Regions from separate parts of the Mus musculus genome. Here regions 2 and 3 are each linked to region 1. A link is a contact called in public Micro-C and promoter capture Hi-C data. All regions are on one chromosome and are shown on one strand. Each heading gives the region's core, a stretch centred on a gene start, on an enhancer-like site or on the middle of the called end of the contact. The rest is flanking DNA. Distances are from core to core; before and after follow the strand shown.

Region 1 (3,616 bases), core at 46-2,545:
ACCCGGCGGAGGAAGACGGCGCCCGCCAACATGGCGCTGTGGCGCGCCCCGGCTGGCGCGCGGAGCCGCCGGCCGCCCACACCGAGGGGCCGGCCTCCCTCTCGGGCAAGGCCCCGGGCGGCGGCGCGGGGGAGGGCGAAGCCACCGCGGCGGTGACGGTGCCGGGCCGGCTGGCCCGGGGAGCCCGCGTGGGCAAGGCCGAGGGCGAAGGCGAGCCGGGCAAAGGAGGGGCAAAGTTGGATTTTTTTAGGCTTGAAAAAATGGCGGGAAGCGCATCCTTTTTTCAAACTTGGCCTCGGGAGGGGCGGCGGTTGCGCCACCTCCGCCGCCAGGCCCGCCCCTCCCCCGTTCCGCGCCAGGCCGCGCCCGAGGGGGGCTCCGCGCCCCCCTCAGGGACCCGAACACCCTCCTCGGCGGCGAGGCCCTGTCGGCCGCGGGGCGCATGGAACCCGGCCCGGCCCCGCGGCGGGCCTGGCGGCGGCGCGGCGCCTCGGCAGGCCCGGCCTCCGCCCGGCCGCGCATCCCGGGAGGCTGCAAACATGGCTCCCAGCGTTACACAACCCCCGCGCCCGCCCTCGCCGCCGGCCACACGCGCGAGCGCTCCCTCCGGGAGAGGACCGGGCGGGCGAGCGGCTCAAAGTTTGCTTCTCCACCCGCCGTCCTCCCCGTGGCCGCGGGGGCCCGCGGGCGCCAAAGAGTTAAAGCCCGCGCGCTCGCTCCCCCCTCCGCGCCTTCCGCCCGCCTTCCCTGTCCCCGTCCGAGCTGCGAGCAGCGCCTTCCCCGCGCCGCGGCCGGAGCCCGGTGGCCCGCAGGTGGCCACCATTACTTGCAAGTCATCGGGGGGCGCGGGCGCCCGAGGGGTTCTGCTTACGGCTGCCGGGGTCCGGTTCCTCAGCTCCAGGTGGATCCTCCTCTTCATATCCATGTTCCCCTCGTCCCCCCTCTCCAAACTTAACTTTCCGCGGCGGGGGCGGAGGGGGGAGAGGCGACCCGGCCTGCGCGGCGAGGGCCGTCGGAGGGAGGCGGCTGGAGGAGGCGGCGGCGTGGTCCCCGGGCGGCGTGCGGGCGTGCGGGCGAGCGGAGCCCCCGGAGCCAAGTTACTCGCGGGAGCGGAGAGAAACCATGGAGGGAAAAGGGGGCTGGAGCGCGGCTCTGGCCTCACTACCGCCGCCCCCGGCCAAGGCCCCGCACTGCGCTTAAACCGGCGACGCGACGCGGCGGCTGCTCGGCTCCACTCGGCCCTGCGCGGCGCCGCTCGGCTCGGGAGCCCGGGCTGCAGCGCGGACTTGGGAGGCGCACGGAGGGCGGGGCGGGACCCGCCTTAAGCTCAGCCCGGACTGCGGCGCCGCCTCCCGGGTCGCGCGCGCCTCCTGGCCCTCGGGTCGCACGTGGGCTGGCTGATGTAAGACCTTCCGGTGCCGGGACCCCCGCCCCCACCCCCACCGGCACCCGCGCTCTCCTGGAGGTCGACGGGCAGGCTCAGCCTCGCGCCTTCTTCCGGGCTCTCCCGGACCCAATTTCGCCTGAGCCTTCGGGCGCCCTCAGAGGCTGTGGCTTTGGGGTTCACCCTGTTCCTCCCAGTTTTGAGGCCCATAGCCCGACCTCGCTGCCTTTAGGTCCAGTGATGTTAGAAGTGCCATCGAGGACCCTGGTGAGGCTGTGCTCGCTTCCCCGCCGTGTTGTACTAAAACATCAGCAGGGGCAGGCAGCTCCAGCCTCTTGCCCAAGCCACGCCGCATCTGAGCATCCCCAGTTCAGGAAACTTTCCCCTTGGCACGTGTTTGTTTTTAAAAATAAAAAATTTAATATACTTTAGAACTTTATCAGTACTTAAACTACAAACTAGCCAAGGAGACAGAAAACAACTATACATAAACACTGTTTTTAAACATGTGAGCCACTAGTGAAGGAAACCATTAGTAATTTTAATGACGCCTCAGTCCCCACCTTCTGACTTTTATCTCTTGGGGCACCCGTGGAAGATGTATACATTCTTGGTCACCATTAAGTTGAGTCCTGGGTTGGCAGCCTTTGTCAAAGTCTAATTTTAAGGGTCCCTGGATTTAAAGCACACGGCGTTGTGTTAAATGAGGAGCCTACCTCTGATATTAACCAGAGGCACTAAAGATTACTGTTTACTGGAGAAAAACATCATCTAGGTATTACCCTAAGATTTTAGTGCAAGAAGCCTCTTCCTATCATCCCATTTTGCCTTAGAGGCCCAAACTTTTAAATGATTATATATCAGATTCAGAAATAATAATTCAAGAGAAAAGAAGATGTGTAGGTTATGGGGGAAAGGTGAATAGTTATAGGTGTAGATTCACTCATAATTCCGTGGTAGTCTGGAAGGCTAAGACAGGAGAATGTGGGGAAAGGAAGGGAGTGCTGTGCTCCTTGTCACAAAAGATCTCCAACTATTACCTGATAGGCTTCACTGAGCTATGCAAAAAGCTTTTCAAAAAAAAAAAAAAAAAATCTACTGAAGCGCTTCCATAATCAATCACCGAGCATTGGCTTTTAAGAGCTTGCGCTGTTATGTCCCATTTAACTTTCAGGCAACCCCTATGAAGTTGGTGATATCTTAATTGAAAAAAAATGAGGAATTAAGGTTTAATCATCACCAGTAGCCCAACAAAGTTAAGCTTTATAGGTCTGGTTCAAATCTGCCATATTTTTGCTCCACCCTGGTCTAGAGTGAGTCACCGTTGGGGACTCTTACTTTGGTACACTGGATGGAAAACAGTTGAGGGCCCTATGAGAACAGGTAGCCCACAGGTGGTGTCATGTGCTGTTGGTGGCAGGTATGGTCTGCGAGAGAGGAGTAGTCTGGTAACTCCCAAGGATGGTGGGATTGATCCTAGCTAGTATGTTGAGACTGTTATCTTTCCCATGGTAAACAGTCTACAGGATGAATGTATGTTTAATAAGATTAAGCTACAGAGTAGTTAATAAGCACAGCCACAGCATGCAACAACAACAAAAAAGAAGGCCAGAGAGTCAGAGGAAGAGCGACTACAGACAGGGCACTGTGCCTTCCTGCACAGTCGGTGCTGGCATGCACCTCTGAACAAAGAGCATGTGTCCCAGTGACATGCTGCTTTGTCAGGGGCTTCACTGCCAGAGGCATAAATAACACAGGCAGCACAGGGTGTGTCTCATCGCCCTACCAACGTCTACAGGACTCTCAGTCCAAGGGCCTGAAGGGGCTGTTGTCACAGGGCCTGGTGTTAAATATTGCTGTGCTTAATGTCACTGTCACTAATGGATCTGTGTGAGGAAGAGGGACAGTATGCAGTCGTATCCAACCTGCAGTCGTCCATGAGTTCATGGTTTGAGCTATAGTTGGAAGGAAGTGCGGGACAGTGAGGACATTCTGGTCTGTCAGGGGCGGCTGTGCAAGTGGGTCTCCTTCCTGCCACTTCCTCCATGCTAATGCCCACGCACAGGACACAGTAAGGCTGACACTGTCAGGCTGGGCACTTCTTTATCTTAAAGCCACCTGTGCATCAGAATGTGTGTGAATTCCAGCAAACTCAAAAACGTTGGAGAGCAATACTGAGACTTGGTAACTTTTTGGACCTGTTCCTCACTTCAGATTGGCAGATAACCCAAG
Region 2 (3,709 bases), core at 615-3,114, 130 kb before region 1:
CATAGTTGAGATGGATCTCTGTTACACACTTGCACACGTGTACAAGTGTGTGCATGCACACGCAGACACACATGTACTGCCAACTGTGAATATAAAGTCCTACCTGACACTAACCTGTCAGCCTTGGGAAGATGCTGGATAAAGCGATGTGTTCAGGTTCACCCCATGGCACTTAGGACTGCTGGCCTTGCCAACAGGAAAAATCCCTGGATTTATCTTCTCTCCTGGCCCCCAGAAACCCCATGTTTTCAACCCAAGCCTCTCTCAGTCAAAGCACCTCACCTTTCAAAAGCCCGAGGGCAAAGCTGGGTGAGGTGGCACGCACCAGTTAACCCCAAAATGTGGAAGGCTGCGGGCTGTGTTCAAGACCAGCCTGAGCCACATAATGAGGCCCTTCTTTTAAAGGGAAAAGAAGCTCTGACCCCCCAAGAGGATTCTGATAATGTGGGTGACCCCTGACCTTTCCACATAAGGCCTTTTCTCCTTTGCCAGCCATCCTTGGAATTTGTCCCTCCACAAACAAGTTCCCACTATTACTTAGCGTGGTAGAGATAAGAGGGGAAATATTTGGTGCTGTAACCAGGCACACGATGAAAGGAAACTTTGTTCGCTGTCTTAGAAGACTTCCAGACCTGATTCCTGTTCCCAGTTCTGCCCTGGCAGTCACGAGCATGCTGCCTCAGTTTCCCCTCCTGGATCTTGCTGTGTGATCATTCTAAATTATGGAGGACCTGCTGTACTGAGGGTCCTCAGCTCCCACCTAGGATGTGTGGATCCAGACTGGGTGAGGTGACAGTTTGACACACCCAAGGAAGACAACCAGAAACCGGAGAGGAAACAGGAAACGGTCCCACAAGGAAGTTTCCAGCCTACACCCGAGCTGTCCCAGTAGCCCGTGGTCAGGGACCTCCGACGTCTGTGAGGCTGTTACTGTGGAAGCCACAGATGGCTGCTGGGGCTCCAGGGACTGATGGCAGCAGAAGCCAGAAAATTGCCCTCCCAGAGGACTGAGTTCTCCAACACTGGCAGGATGCAAGCCAAACCCTCAGAGTTGAGCAGGAAAGGTGTGGAGAGGGAGGCAGGGAGCCAAGCTAGCTCTGACTGAGCCTGGTCACCACTGGGACTCTATGTGCCTTACTCTCGCCTCCTTGTGCAGTGCCCGTCTGAGAGAAAGAGCTAGTGGGTCTGGCATAGAATTAGACTCAGCAAGAGTTAGAAAATGGTGGGCTTCAGCGTACAACAGACTTTTCTCTGATCTCTCCTAGTTACAGGGACATGTGGCACCACTCCCCGCCACCCAGCACATACATGCACACGTGCACGCACACACACACACAAATGCCACCCCGAGAAGTGAAGCAGAGTGAACACTTCTGCCCTACTCCAGCCCTTCCCAGAGCCCAGGACACTCTGATTGCAAACCCCTTACATCCAAGCCTGACTTGCAGCAAGGACTCCGTGAAAGTTGCCATTCCTTACATTTTTAATTTCTGGCCTTGGATTCACTGTATAGCTGAGGAGGGCCTTGAGCTTCTGACCTTTCTGTCTCTACTTCTCAAGTGGCTGAGATAACAGATGTGTACCAGCACACCTGGATTCCTGCAGTGCGGGTAGGATCGCCGAGTTTCCTAAGTAAATCAAGCCCTTTCCCCCCAGTCTTCCTCCACGAGGCTCGGCTCACTGCATGCTCGGGCTGCATGATGTTTGTTCCCTTTGTTGGATGGAGTACAGGAACCTGGGCTTGCCCTTCTCCAAAAGTGGACAGTGGTTAGCAAGAGCCATTACTGCCTGGAACTGGGGTGGGGGAGGTCTCTCTGTCATGTCCTGCAGCAGAGGAGACACCTAGGCCACCAGGATGCCTGTGCCAGGTTCCCCATTCAAGAAAGCCCTGCGTAGCTGAGAAGACAAAGACAAGAGCAAGCCTCAGTGGGGAGCTGCCGCAGTCGGCCGACCTGAGGGTCACCGGGGTCTGCGGGGGGACCCTCTGGAAAGTGAAGGATAAGTGACGAGCGGAGACGGGATGGCGAACAGACACAAACACACGAGAGGTGAATGTTAGGACTGTTGCAAGTTTACTCAAAAAATCAGCACTCTTTTATATCATGGTTTACATAAGCATTTACATAAGACTTGGATAAGTTCTAAAAGAACATAGGAGAATAGAACACTCAGAGCTTAGATCAAAACATTTGATACCAAACCAAGTCAGGAAACCACTTGTCTCACATCTTTGTTTTAAGAACAGTTTGTGACCAAGAACTTATTTGAACCCTGGGAACCGCAAGGTTGGGCTCATAAAGGTTATTTATTATACCTTATGTCAAAGGTATCCGCAGAAATGTGTTCTAATTGTCTAGCCACTGCCCCCTCCTTGGTATAATGAAAAATCTTTTTCCAAACGTTTATTCTTGTTCTTAGATAAATATAATCATGTACCTGTTGTTTCATGTCGTCTTTTTCTTTTTGAGTTAACACACACCAAGGAGGTCTAGCTCTGGCGAGCCTTTCACGAAAGGGGAGGGATCTGTATAACACTTTATAGCCATTGACTGTGACCCACCTATCAAAATTTAAATCATATCTTCCTGTATATGGTAGCGGGGCATCTGTTGGTCTGTAGATGTAAGGTCCCCTATAAGTCCCTGGTTGCCACCATCTGTCTCCTATTTTGACAAGTGCACTCCTCTTTCCCCTTTTTACTTCTAGGCCTGAGGCCCTTAGTCCTTGCACCTGTTCTTCAACTGAGGTTGAGCGTCTCTTTCTATTTTCTATTCCCATTTCTAACCTTTGAATTTGAGTAAAAATAGTACTAAAAGGTAACGATTCATTTCTTAACATAGTGATTAATAATCGACCTATTGGGTTGGTCTTATTGGTAAAAATATAATTTTTAGCAAGCATTCTTATTTCTATTTCTGAAGGACAAAGTCGGTGTGGCTTGTAAGAGGAAGTTGGCTGTGGTCCTTGCCCCAGGAGGAAGGTCGAGTTCTCCGAATCGTTTAGATTGTAATCTTGCACAGAAGAGTTATTAAAAGAATCAAGGGTGAGAGCCCTGCGAGCACGAACCGCAACTTCCCCCAATAGCCCCAGGCAAAGCAGAGCTATGCCAAGTTTGCAGCAGAGAATGAGTATGTCTTTGTCTGATGGGCTCATCCGCGTGCACGCAGACGGGTCGTCCTTGGTGGGAAACAACCCCTTGGCTGCTTCTCTCCTAAGTGTAGGACACTCTCGGGAGTTCAACCATTTCTGCTGCAGGCGCGGCATTTCCCCCTTTTTTCTTTTTTAAAAGAAGCACGTTAAGATCTGACTGCACTTGGTCAAGGCTCTTTGCAAAGCACTGGAAAACAATGGGGAAAATCATAAGTACTATGACCAAAAGCAGGGCTCCAACTCCTATAAAAATGAAATATTGTGTCCAATCCAATGGATTTAAAGCCTTCACTCCGTTGGCAAAAGACTGAGCCAAGCCACTAAGGTCCACTGCGTCAATATGTTGTTTGCTCATATCACTAATTAGGTTGGTTAATTTTTGTATGTTATATGAAATCTCATTGTTATTTTAAATGCCCAGTAAATGAGCCTTGGTTCTTTCCCAGCTCTCAGAAGCATTATATGGTAGTGGTGTAACGCAGATAAAATCATAATTTGCATGACACTTAGTGGACATTCTGGTCTTTAAATTTGCCACATCTTGACCCAACTCTAAAAC
Region 3 (4,210 bases), core at 635-3,134, 200 kb before region 1:
GAGAATATCAAGATGAGGAACAACTGCTTCAGGCCTTTCTCTCTTCCTATTGGTAAACCTGTAATTTTTTAGGAATCTTACTAGAAAGCCCCTCTGGGGTAAGAGATGTTCTAAGTGTCTTGTGTAACTCTAATTGATCCTGGCTTTATCTTATCATATTGTAATTCCAGCCAAGGTACCTCCAGAGCCAGTCTCTCACTATTGGAAAGGAGGTCCAAAATAAAATTTCTTAGTAATCCTTTGAGATGTCACTTGAAGCCACCAAAATAGTACATATGGCTAGAGCTAAGTCCCTAAAGTAAGACTGTGAGAAGTCCACACTCATACTCTAGGGTCTCCTGGGCACCTTTTTAAAACACTCCGATCTGCTTCTTACTGGTTCATCCGCAAGCTCGTCTCTGCAATACAGGTGAGGATTCAGTTTCATGTGGGTTGTGGTCCCTAAAGGTTTGCGAGAACTCACAGCTGCTGTGTCTGGCTCTGCTGCCAATGGCAGGACTGTTCAAAATTCAAAGTCATATTTGGCTACACAGCAAGCTTGAGCCCAGCCTGTGCTGTATGAGATCCTGTCTTAAACAATAATTTAATTGTAGCATTTTCCAGTTTTCAGTGGTGTGAATTCTGCTAAACACCCTATTGTCCTCTTGGTGGCTTACAGCTTTTAAGTCGTTTATTGACTTTCAGTTGCAGCCAACATTTAATGAAGACTCACCCTTTTCTACCTTCTGTATTTGGAGCTTCGGGCATACTATCAAAAACAGTTCTGAGGATAGACAGGTGTGGATCAAGGAAGTACTGAAGGATTTCTTAAAAATGCAAAATTATCAACAGAGGTACGATGGCCAATGTTGATTTGGGATGAGAAAATAATCTGTTTCCAATAAAAAAGACCCCCCCGCCCCCGCGCGAGCGCCTGGTATTTAGTAGACAATACTGATTTGTAACCTTCCCCATCTACAAAATCCAACGCCCAGTGGCCTCTCCAAGTCTAGGAGGGCTCCTTAGTTTCACCATAAATTCTCTTGTTGTGGAGGGAAGGGTAGGTGTGAGCCCTGCCCATCCTTATGTGAGAAAACCTTAGCAAAGTCGCTCAACGATAGAGAATCTTAAAAATATACAGGTACTCAGAGAGGGTCGCTACTGCCATACTTCCACTAAAAAACCCTTGCCTGTAAACGGATCGCACAAGGGAGTTGAGGTGACGGGCAAAGTAACCGGCAAGAAAGATGAGACTCCAGAAGAGAGGTGAACCAGAACAAGGTGTATCGATCTAGTGGCGAAACACGCCTCGGGGCGCTTTGGTAAACTGAGGCAGGAGGTTGAGGGAATCAGTTGGATCCTAGCCCTGCTATTTAAAGCTCTGCTCTGTCCTCGCGGTGCTCCGCGTTCCCGCCAGTGCAACAAGGCGCCCGAGGTAAGGCGACTGGGGCTGTAAGGTGAAATGCGAGCCGAGGCAGGGGTGGTGGAGGAGGTGGTGTCCGACCAGAGCGATCGCGGGAGGTGACTGGGAAAACTTCCAAACTTTTAGGTTCAGGATCGGAAACGGAGCGCTCGGCCAATGGCTGCGCGATGCGCCGTCCCGCGGTGACTCGCGCGGCACCCGTAGAGTGGCGGCTGGAGAGGACGCCATGCTCCAGCGCCTCCACGCGAACCCCACGGCCACGTAGCTTGGCCTGGCTTCCTGCATCCCTCCCCACGCTTAAAGCGCCTCGGAGAAAGAAAAAGCCTTGTTTTTAAACAGAGGCGCCCGCACGCGCCGCGGGCGAACGAAGCAACATGGCCGACAGCGCGGAGGAAAAGCCGGAAGTTGGCTTGGTGGGCGGGACCCGGGGCGGTCCTCGCGTGACAGGGGCGTGGCCTGCCGTCCTGCGCTGAGTTTGCTGTCAAGTGTCTAAGGCGCTCTCTCCGGCGCCGGCAGGGGTGCTCTCCGCCTTCTTCTAGGGGCTGGACCGGACCGGCTCCGCCCCAGCCAGGTATCGCCGGTTCCCAGGTGCCCGTCGGACCTCCCGCATTCCAGTGCCGCAGGCCTGTGCAGCGGGCCAGCAGCGATGGAGGACGCCCCCGAGCGCACTCCCTCTTCCTCGGAGTCCACACAGCCTCCGGGCTTGGCCAGGGAGCCCGAGGTGGTATCTCCCGGGGATTCGGAGGGCTGCGCCCGGCCTCTAGACACGGTCCCTAAGAAACTCTGTGGGTATTTAAGTAAGTTTGGCGGCAAAGGACCCATCAAGGGCTGGAAATGCCGCTGGTTCTTCTACGATGAGAGGAAGTGCCACCTGTATTATTCGCGCACCGCGCAGGATGCAAACCCCTTGGACAGCATCGATCTCTCCAGTGCGGTCTTTGACTGTAAGGCGGACGCTGAGGAGGAGGGCACTTTTGAAATCAAGACTCCCAGCCGGGTTATTACCCTCAAGGTAAGTGGAACTCCGCACTTTACAGCTCGAGCTAGTTTTCAGGGCCAATGCATGGCCACCGCAAATTAACCCGGACGGTGATCACCATCCAGTCAGTGCCCCAGAGCCTGGAGCTGTCCCACTTAGCTTTCACACCATTTCCTTATTGCCTTCCCACAGGCAAGGGTGAGGGACTCCTTTTATGCATTAAGAAACTGATTCATAGACAAAAGGGAATGGCCCAGCCCAGGCATTTACAATGCTGTGGCTCACTTTTTGGAATCTTCCAGTGCTGTTATCAAACCTGGTATTGAAGCAGTCAGGGTACTGTGGTTGCACTCGCTGAGGCCAGGATCTGATTCATATCTTGGTGTTTTGGCCAACGGGAGGGAATGCAGACATGGGTAGGGATTAGGAAGGAAAATATGTAAGTTCACTGATGGGCCTAGATTGTTCATCCAGGCATGCCTGAACTAGTGAGTTCTTAGTAAATGCCTTTTGAATAAACACGTATGCACACACGGAGTGATGGAGCCACAGGTCAGAACCTATCTATCATGTTAAGGGGAAGTGTCCTGTTACCTGTCTGGGAAGATGGATGTGGGCTTAGGTTAGTTCTCTAGGCAGAGGAGTGCAAGGATGAAGGTCTTTCTTTCCACTGCCTGGTCTCTGTCTCCCTATGTCCTCAACCTGCAGCTGTTCAGATACTAGGATGCCGGGAGGTGTAGTTCTCCTTTCCTGGCAGTGTGGCCAGTTGGCTAGGCTGGAATCCAATTTTTAAACAAGAAAGGACATTTTAGAGGTCATGTGGGCTTAGGTCTTGTGTTCCTTCCACAAGACAAGTGCTGTTGGTCAGGGTCCCTCAGCACATGATTTATTTATTTATTTTTATTTTTTTGGTTAGTCCATACATATGCCTGGCTCTGTGCTAGGCTTTGGGGTGTGGATCAAGTCAGACTTGCTCAACTCTGCACCGCATTCTCAAACAGCTCGAGGTGTGATGGGGAAACTGGCAGGCATGGGTAAGTGCCTCATGGAGACTCTGCGAAGAGTTTGGACAGTAACAGTGTGGTGACAGAGGGATCGGCTCCTCCAAATGAGGAGGGGAGCTTTTCAGAAAGACATCGTCACTTTAAACAAGTGGTGATGGGAGAGAGACGATGATGCTGAGAGAGCATAGGCAGACAGGTGGGAAACATAGTGTAAGTACGAGTCACAGGCAAGCAACAGGAGCCTGGCATACATAGGTGCCCAAAGGATGGAGGTGAAGGGGGTGACACTGGGGAGTGAGGCCAGGGCCTTGGACTTTGTTTCTAGGCTGTAGAAGCTGTCTGAGAGCCTTAAGCTAAGAGAGTACAATGAGATTAGAGTGCTCAGAGAGCTCAGCCTGGCTGTTGGGCAGAGAGCAAATTGGGATAAGGAGAAGCTGGTAAGCAGAGAGCCCAGGAGGGGATGGTGGCTGAGCAGGAGCTGTGGCCCTGGAGAAAATGCAGATGACAGAGATGTTAGGCCTGTGGATGCAGGGTATAGGAATTGGCAGGTGGCCTGGTTGCAATAGCGCAGACAGAAGAGGCCTCACGGTGAAGAAAACATCCAGACCCGTGCCATCTGAAGTAAACTCTGGTTAGATCTAAGGGCTGCCTCTCGAGTGCTGGCCTGCCCGTCACAGGGTCGGTCTCCGTCGAACATGTCGAATGAGTTCAGGAGTAAAACGAGGTGCTTGTGTCTGTCTGGGGTCTATCGGGTTGTGGTGACGCCTAAGAGAAATGGAAGTGTCGGAGGAACAGAGTGCGGACAGAAAAGACTGGTAGATATTA

The links. Hi-C and Micro-C count contacts between places; a contact is called where the count stands out from the background. Capture Hi-C pulls out chosen DNA fragments and counts their contacts.
Region 2: a Micro-C map of the G1E-ER4 cell line shows a contact between it and region 1, with 3 times the contacts expected there. The contact joins the enhancer-like site here to the promoter of Anp32b in region 1. A contact is called at or near these places in 2 of 39 promoter capture datasets (neutrophils and pre-B cells), 1 of 484 Hi-C or Micro-C datasets (the G1E-ER4 cell line) and 1 of 115 datasets of contacts at active chromatin or transcription factors (the 230-238 cell line).
Region 3: a promoter capture Hi-C map of pancreatic islet shows a contact between it and region 1. The contact joins the promoter of Tbc1d2 here to the promoter of Anp32b in region 1. A contact is called at or near these places in 2 of 39 promoter capture datasets (the C10 cell line and pre-B cells), 8 of 484 Hi-C or Micro-C datasets (CD4 T cells, embryonic stem cells, muscle stem cells and 2 more), 1 of 115 datasets of contacts at active chromatin or transcription factors (embryonic stem cells) and 3 of 9 other capture datasets (adipose tissue, liver and pancreatic islet).

The regions. Positions count from the first base shown.
Region 1 is chr4:46,448,605-46,452,220 of GRCm38.p6, reverse strand. It overlaps Anp32b (acidic (leucine-rich) nuclear phosphoprotein 32 family, member B), which reads right to left and starts at 1,295. Exons shown (of 7, transcript NM_130889.3): 1 at 872-1,295. The coding sequence starts at 925.
Region 2 is chr4:46,583,271-46,586,979 of GRCm38.p6, reverse strand. The region is part of intron 1 of Coro2a (coronin, actin binding protein 2A); the gene reads left to right. Among named protein-coding and RNA genes, the nearest start is that of Coro2a, 17 kb to the left of the region's middle. Within about 2 kb of position 1,864, at least 46 of the 459 cell types and tissues checked have an H3K27ac peak or open chromatin away from gene starts, as enhancers often do. A contact at or near this core is called in the G1E-ER4 cell line and pre-B cells, where this site is marked.
Region 3 is chr4:46,647,873-46,652,082 of GRCm38.p6, reverse strand. Tbc1d2 (TBC1 domain family, member 2) reads left to right here and starts at 1,884. Exons shown (of 13, transcript NM_198664.3): 1 at 1,884-2,414. The coding sequence starts at 2,049.